Linked DNA regions of Sus scrofa: region 1 is linked to region 2. A link is a contact called in public HiChIP or PLAC-seq data. All regions are on one chromosome and are shown on one strand. Each heading gives the region's core, a stretch centred on a gene start, on an enhancer-like site or on the middle of the called end of the contact. The rest is flanking DNA. Distances are from core to core; before and after follow the strand shown.

Region 1 (3,636 bases), core at 157-2,656, 100 kb after region 2:
GGGAAAATTCATGCCCTTGACTTTCCCAGTTTCTAGAGGCTGCCTTCCTTGACTCTCAGCCCCTGCCTTCATCTTCCTTCAAAGCACATCACTCTGGCTTCTTCCTTCTTTCTGACTTGGACACTCCTGCCTTTTTCTTGTATGGACACTTTGATTACATTGGACCCACCTCTGATAATCAAGCACACTGTTCCCATCTCAAGATCCTTAATCACTCCAGCAAAATCTCTCTCCTTTTTTTTACCCCATAGGAGGTAACACATTCACAAGTTCTGGGAATTAGAATGTAGACATCGCGGGGTGGGGCATGGTGGGGGGGGCTGTTATTTAGCTACCAGAGGATGTTGTATGCTAACCTCTCTAATTAAATGGTGGATTCTGGGATGTGTGATATAAATTCTGTTTCAACAAGGGGGGGGGGTGCTGCCTCTATACCCCTGTGAGGATGCTTTTCTAAAACTCAGCTCTGAGATAAGAAAGATGAGCATGGTTTTGCTTCCAGGTCAACAAACTTTAATAGCTTCCCAAGATGTAGAATAAAACACACAAATATATGCTTAGCAAACCGTCTATCCAAAGTTTTTCCCAGATGGTCCCAACTCCACACTATTTCCATTGAAACCATTTACTCACCCTGTGGTGCATTTTCTTTCCCTTGAATCGTAAACTATTCCCCCGCCAGTTTCTTGAATAGGTGATTAGCATGCATTCCATTCTGTAAGAAGGATTTCATACCCCACCACCTCCATAATGTGTTTCCAGATAGTTAAATTTGGAATTATCATTATTAAAATAAAAAAGGTTGTTAAAATGACAAAGTGATTTCATATGCACGATGTCATTTGTTTTCAAACTCATTAGTTGACTTCCTTTCCGGAAGAAATGAAACTTAGTTTCAAAGAAGTTAGGATGCTTGGTGATGCCCAGGACTCTGATCCCAGATTCATGCTTATTTTCATAGTTTTATATACCCTCTCTAGTTCTGATCTCTAGATCATCTCTTAGCCATCTCTTCCTTGATCTTTTCCTTCAAACTCTGTTTCTTTTTCATGGTATTTTTTTGCAGACAGTTTGGTATCTTAGCTGTTGACATTTGTCTGTTTATATCTTCCACTTCACAGGCTCTGAGAGCTGGAACCATGTTTTTCACTTTTGTATTCCATTCAGACCCCATTAAAAAAAAAAAAAAAGAATGAGCATTGATTGAGTGCTTATTGTATACCAAGCTTTTTCACTTTTCATATTAATGTACCTCATGATTACTTTATGAAAGGAGTATTATTATTTTCATTTAATAAATGAGGGCTCTGGAACTTCAAAAAATTACCTCAATTTATTGTAGATACCTAGAAGCTGGGCATGACTATCATGCCCATATTCTTTCCATATGCCCTGCTGCATACACACCCAGTACATTTTTGTTGACATGAAACAAATATCACCAAAGAGTAACTATTGTGAAATATGTTTCCCTTGGGGAAATGGCAAGGTAAATGTGGAATATACCTTAAGGTAAAGCTGTAAGAATGCATTCTGAATGCCAAAAACCTTGAGAAGAGGGATAAGAAAGAGGAAACCTGGTCAGTCTACCTTAGACTTTGAATCTAAAATATCCTCCCCTATCAGAAAAAAAAAAAAATGGCATTTGAAGCCATAACTGACTTAAAAGGCATGATTTTTACCCTTTGGTAAGTAAAAATTACCTTACACTCAGCCAGGAGAAATGATTTAAGTTTTATTTCTGGATAATTGAGTAACACTTTGGTATGTGATTCACTGCCAAGTGGACGCCGTTGGTTTCACACAGCTGTAGTTAGGGAGGCAAGAGCTATTTACTGGGAAAATGAAAATGCAAATGGATGTTATCCTGAACCCAAGGGCGAGATAATTTCTGTTGTGCTGTTTCACAGGACTGCAGTTAGAGTCTGTTTGGTCAGCCTGGTGGTAGAGCCAATGTGTTTGATGCTAATTCATAGGGTAAAGCTATAAAAAAGGAAAGTTTATCTTCATTTTGAATTAAATCAAATGGGGTAAAGACTCAGACCCAGTTGATTGGTATTTTTCAGATTTGCAGTATCTTTTTGAGTATATAGAATGTATTCTTTCCTTTAGATTTATTTAACTGAAATGTTTACACTCTGACTCAATAATCCCACTCCCGGGAATGTACACTAAGGAAATGATTTGACATAAGAAAAAAAGCAATAGGCCTATTTTTGCAACATTATTCGTAATCACAAAACATTGGAAAAAACCTAAATGTCCAGCAATCAATGAATGCCTAACAAATTATGGCTCATCCTCTTAAGGGAATCATTATGCTGCAATCAAATCATAATTATGAAGGTCATTCAGTAAACAAATATGCAAAACCATGTAGCAATATGGGAAATGTTTACGACGCACAAGTAAGTGAAGAAGTAAATGGCAAGCTTAGCTCAGTTGTCCCATTTTATGATTTGAGGTGCAATTCACATGACTTGATCAGATCCCTCTGACCAGTAGTGTTGTAAAGTCCAGGCTCAGCAACCAAGTTCTCAACTACATCCCCCCCATAATATGACCAGAAATTCCTAAATGTGTTCCAGTGACTGAGATATGGTTGAAATCTGGCTACCTTCAGTTAACTCTCCATGTGCTACCCAAGCTGGAGATTACTGGCTACTGCATGCAGTCTTTTCTGGCCATATCCAAAGGAAAATAGCTGAGGGGATATCTCCTGCTCAAGTAAGTGTCAGAGCAGCCAAGATGATATTTTCTCTCCCATAACACTTGATAATGGGAAATTTCCACCAAAATGCACAGAGCCCTTGATCTCCAAGTTTTGTTCATTGTCTTACCCACCCATGCCCACAGGATGTGAAGATGTCCCAGAGAAGTGGAGTCAGGAAGATTTCCAGTGTCAGTTTCCATATAAGCGAGTGTTGATAGAGAAAGGGGATAGAGTGTGATGGTGGCATACTTGGATAAAAGCCTATTGGAGACCATGTAGCCAGATTGTCTCCTTGAGAAGATGCAGGCTTTGGGAACCAGTGCAGCTTCTGAGGCAGAAATTATTAAAAACTGCCAAATACCAAGGAAACTCTGATGGGATATCTAGGTGGCAGAAGGTAAATACTGTACTCAGGACATAGTTGTGTTCCCCTTGCTCTAGTTCTGACCACAAAAGCCCCATTGAAGTCCTCTTCTAATCAAAGCAATCTCCTCAATGGAACGCTAACCCCTTATGTTATGCTCACTTAGGAGAATTCATCCATTAATAGCCTGATCCCAAATGTCCAAGTCCATTGTATGTTTGGCTATTTGTTCATATACACATGCAGTTTCCTCCCATGGAACAAGACTGAAACAGTACTAGGTCCTCCCTGATATAGAACTAACGTCTCCCCTTCTGTTCTCCATCTTTATTCAGACTAGGCATAGTCTTTTGGTTTTAACGCTCTTATACTCTTTAACTGTCTTTACTCTCATAGAAATGAGATTTTAGGAACTTAGAGTCTTTAGGCCTTGGCTATAGCCAACTGACCCATCTGAAGTAATTCCCTTCCTCCAAATCTCTGGAGACATTAACTCACCTGTTCCTCCTATTTCCCCCAAATCCCCAAACACCATATGCAGTTTTGTCCTCCCATTTCT
Region 2 (4,101 bases), core at 1,191-3,690:
TGAAAGTCATGAAAACAAAACCAAAATTAAAAAGAAAGAATGAAATCAATCATAGTTATCTTTCCAAATAGTCACATATTTAGCAATCTATAGACTAAACATCTGGGTAATGATTAAATTTTCCCCACTTTTTATCCACATTTCTATCCAAAGGTTGAACTCTATATGGCAAAGCTCAGCCATTAGCCTGCAAAAGCTGAATCAACAGAGTTAATCATCACAGAAAGTATAGTTACTTATTGAATTAGAGGTGGTCATGGGGGAGAAAATGAGGAAAACTTAGCCAAAGTCAATGGTTTTGTGGTTGGATTTTTCTGGATTTATACTAATGAAAAAAAATGTGCTTCTGTCCAGAAGATCAATTCCAAAACAAATAAAAACACTGTCACACTAGCCTTAAAAAAATGCCCTCACTTTCAGTAGGGACCTTGAAGGAGGAGGGTCCTTGGAGAATTATCTAGGAGTGGATGACAAACCATTTTGTTTGCTAAACATTCTTGACCTTATGTCCTCTGTAAAAATAGTTTCTTTCAGTGCAGCTGAGAAAGCTGTGATTTTTGCTGTCCCATCTGTCTGGGCTGGACACCTTCACCATGGTGAAGATGAGTGTGACTTATCAAACAGAAAGGTGGCAAGTTGAGCCATCTCCTATTCTAATGACTCCAATACATTATCTCCTCCTGCCTCCATTTAGAATCTTCAACCAAGAAGCACATTGTGTGATTCAAGCTCAAAGTGTTTGAGTGTGTCTGAGACCCAGAGTATAAAACATTTCTCTGTTCCTGTCTTCGACCCCCTTTTCCTACCCCTGACTTACTTGGTTCCACACTGCCAGGGAGCCCTGCAGTATCACACTGAACATTTTGATGTAATCCCACCACTGTTGCTGCAGCTATCTAAGCCAGAGGATTTATTAGTTGTGAACGTTCATTTTTGTTTTTCCTGGTCCAGTGCCAGTAAATAAGTCACCCAAACCGTGGCTGAGTGTCATTTGATAGGAAAAGGCTGGGATCACAAGGAAGCCTTCTGTCTTTCAACCAAAAAAAAAAAAAAAAAGAAAAAGAAAAAAGAAAATTGCTGAGGTAAGCAGTGTCAAGCCCAGCTGCATCAACATGATGGTGGTAAGACAAATGTGAGCTTTCACTGCTGGGTATGGGGCTAGAGGACGACCAGCCTATAAACCCTCTGCAAGCCCAGGAACAGCTGAATTCATGCAAGGAGCAAAGTAGCAAGGGACAGCTTTTTCCACTGCTAGCTCTGAGAAGGAAAATTCTTGGGCCTTCTCCATCTTTCAGCACATAAACAGCTCATCTGATAGAACATACACACACACACACACACACACACACACACACACACTGTTGTTTCGGTACCATTGGAAGAATATGATGAAATGATCCCCTCTGTGAGTTGATGACCTAGGAGCAGGGAGGTCAGAAGTGGGACATGGGTTTGTGAGAGGCCATTAGGAGACCCAGGATGGAAGAAGCAGAGAAGGAGGTTGGAACTTGGGAGGGGACCCCCGCCCCCCTCTCTCTCTGTCTCCCCACCAAGCGCTAGCTCCCTGTGACTGTTGCCTGGGCGATGGCTGGGGGATTATTAGGAATGCTTGGAGCCAGTATCCTTCTTTTGGACCCATGGATGGAGCAGAAGGGGGTGGATGGCTTTTCTCTTTCTGTTTCTTCCTTTCATATTCAGCAGATTAGAGCTGAGGGTTGCTGTGGTGACAACACGGCGGAGGGCTCCGGCACACCTGCACCACAAATGGGAGCCCGCCAACGTGGACTTGAGCTCTCCCGGGGCAGCTTTTTTGCTGTGGGAAACACAACAACAAAAACAACAACAACAGAAAGAGGAAAGGGAGGGAGAGGGAGCTGGAGGAGGGGGAGAGAAAAAGGAAGGGAGGGGAGGACGAAAACACATCAGGAGTTCAGGCCATGGCAGTGTTGCTTTTTAAGAAAAGAAGAAAGGAAGGCACAAGGCTCAGAGATGGCTCCCCAAGGCTCAGAGCCCCTGCCCAAATAGCCCTGTGGGGCTGCTGAGGGATGGCAGGAAGTAGGGAGACATATACCCACATTCTAGAACCACCAGATGCCTCCAGCATGGGGGAACAAAATCCTCAAAACAGGAGAACATGAAAGCTACAACTCTTACCTAAGAGGAGCAGCCTAGAGGGCCTTTGATGACCCAGAACTGAAATAGACTGGCCATTTCTGCCTACTGACTTTCTACTGGAAAGGAGAGCATTAGAATGTGGAAAAAATAACAATATGTGCTTTTTGGCTAAGCTGAGAGAGAGAAGTGAGGAAGGGGGGTGGGGAGACTGATAGGCTCTGAAGTTGAGTTTAGTCTTTTGGAATGTTCTGGCAGGGCTCCAGTTACTGCTAATGAAGAAGTCAGCTCCACACAGTGTCCTGGCCTCACCTCTCCAACACCCTGGGCTCTGCCTTTGGTCTGCCCCTTCCTCATCTGCCTCCTCTTCTTCCTGTCTGGGATGGCCTCCTGCATCATTTTCTCTGTTTCCATTAACAAAACATCACAGCGCATTAGCCTGTCCAAAGCACTCTACAATGACAATATTTACAGAAGGTTAAATAAAATATGTATAGAGTGATTGATAGTGAATACGCAAGAGACCTTTTGAACTTAGAGCATGCTGGGCTTGTTTGTTTTTTAAGCTCCATTTTCCAGGCTGCTTCAGCTATTTTAATATCTCTCAAACAATCCACTTACAGGAAAAGATGATTAGAGGGAAACATTCTTTTCAATTTTTTTTTTTTTCTCTCTTCCAAGCAATGTGATTAGCAGGCAGTGTGCCTTATGTCTTCCACTTTCAGTCTGGCTAAAATCAAGAGCTTTTCTTGGGGAAACTGTGTCATAACAGATGGAGATGAGAAAATGGACTGTTCCTTCAGCACATACACAAAGGACACTGTACTGTTGTCCTTGAATTCTTTACATATCTTCGTGTTGAGTTCAGTTGGAGGAATGTAGTAAGATGCTCTAATCTTGAGTTTAGCTTCTTTTCTTAGAAATATGTGCTCATCTCTTCCTTTAATATAAAATATTTTTCACAAGAAATACAGCTATATATTAGATCAGGGCTTGGCAAAACTTCTTTGTAAAGGGCTGAATATTTTAAGCTTGGTAGTCCATATGAACTCTGTAGCAATAACTTAATTCTGTTATGGACAACATGTAAATGAATGGCATGGATCTATTTCAATAAAACTTTATTTGCAAAAATAGATGGCATGCCCACTTGGTCTGCATGCCATAGTTTGCCAACCCCTACACTAGATGTATCCTCTTCTAGATGTAACCTACTGAGAAGGTTAGAATTCTCCACAAATATCTCTGAAAAATTCCCTATTTCAATACCATTCTTTTCAGTTCCTAATCTACTGATAGTCTGTAACCAAGACAAATAAGCAACAAACTAGTTCAGCTAAATAAAGTATCTAACCTACTCAATTTCCTGATTCCGTTTTTAAAAGTCAAATGGGAATACAATGTAAAAGGATTGTACCTAGTTGAATTTCTACAGTATATGATTGTCTAGTCTTATAATGCCTGATCCTTTAGCATATAAGTGGCCAAGTAGATTACAAAGAGTAGAATTTGCCCTTCTCAGTGGTCGTGGATTTCAAAATCCTACTTGGTGCCCTCTTTTCTATAGAGTCTTGTCTCAAAATGCCTTTTATCACAGAGAGGCAAGCAGTGCATTTAAACATATTTTGTCCACAGGGAACCCTGTGTAAAAGTGTTGGCCAGAACTCCCTGCCAGTTCTCTTTTGAAGGGGAGGATGGTTCTCCAAAGGCTCAAGTATCTTGTAGTGCAACTCATGCTAGACAAGTCAGCAGGTAAGGCGTAACCTGTGCAATTCTACCTTTCTTCTGAAAATTATTTCTTTGCTAAGTATAGATTTTCATGATTACTCTCTGAAATATATTCTTTATTTGTAGGAGTTATACATGAAATGTATGCTATAATTTACACACAGACAGCAAAAGGGATTGCGGATATATGTTGACCTCATTCCAGTGTATGAATTCCAATGTGAATTATAATGTTGAGGACCCATATGTGGTCTTATTCCA

Evidence for each region. HiChIP or PLAC-seq counts read pairs in DNA pulled down with a chosen protein or histone mark.
Region 1: a contact with region 2 is called in an H3K27ac HiChIP or PLAC-seq map of skeletal muscle. The contact joins two enhancer-like sites. A contact is called at or near these places in 2 of 47 Hi-C or Micro-C datasets (embryonic fibroblasts and skeletal muscle) and 1 of 2 datasets of contacts at active chromatin or transcription factors (skeletal muscle).

What each region holds. Positions count from the first base shown.
Region 1 is chr1:209,001,190-209,004,825 of Sscrofa11.1, forward strand. The region is part of intron 2 of LOC106509171 (a long non-coding RNA gene); the gene reads left to right. Among named protein-coding and RNA genes, the nearest start is that of MPDZ, 180 kb to the right of the region's middle. Within about 2 kb of position 1,407, at least 9 of the 83 cell types and tissues checked have an H3K27ac peak or open chromatin away from gene starts, as enhancers often do. A contact at or near this core is called in skeletal muscle, where this site is marked.
Region 2 is chr1:208,898,926-208,903,026 of Sscrofa11.1, forward strand. No RefSeq gene overlaps it. Among named protein-coding and RNA genes, the nearest start is that of MPDZ, 280 kb to the right of the region's middle. Within about 2 kb of position 2,441, at least 34 of the 83 cell types and tissues checked have an H3K27ac peak or open chromatin away from gene starts, as enhancers often do. A contact at or near this core is called in skeletal muscle, where this site is marked.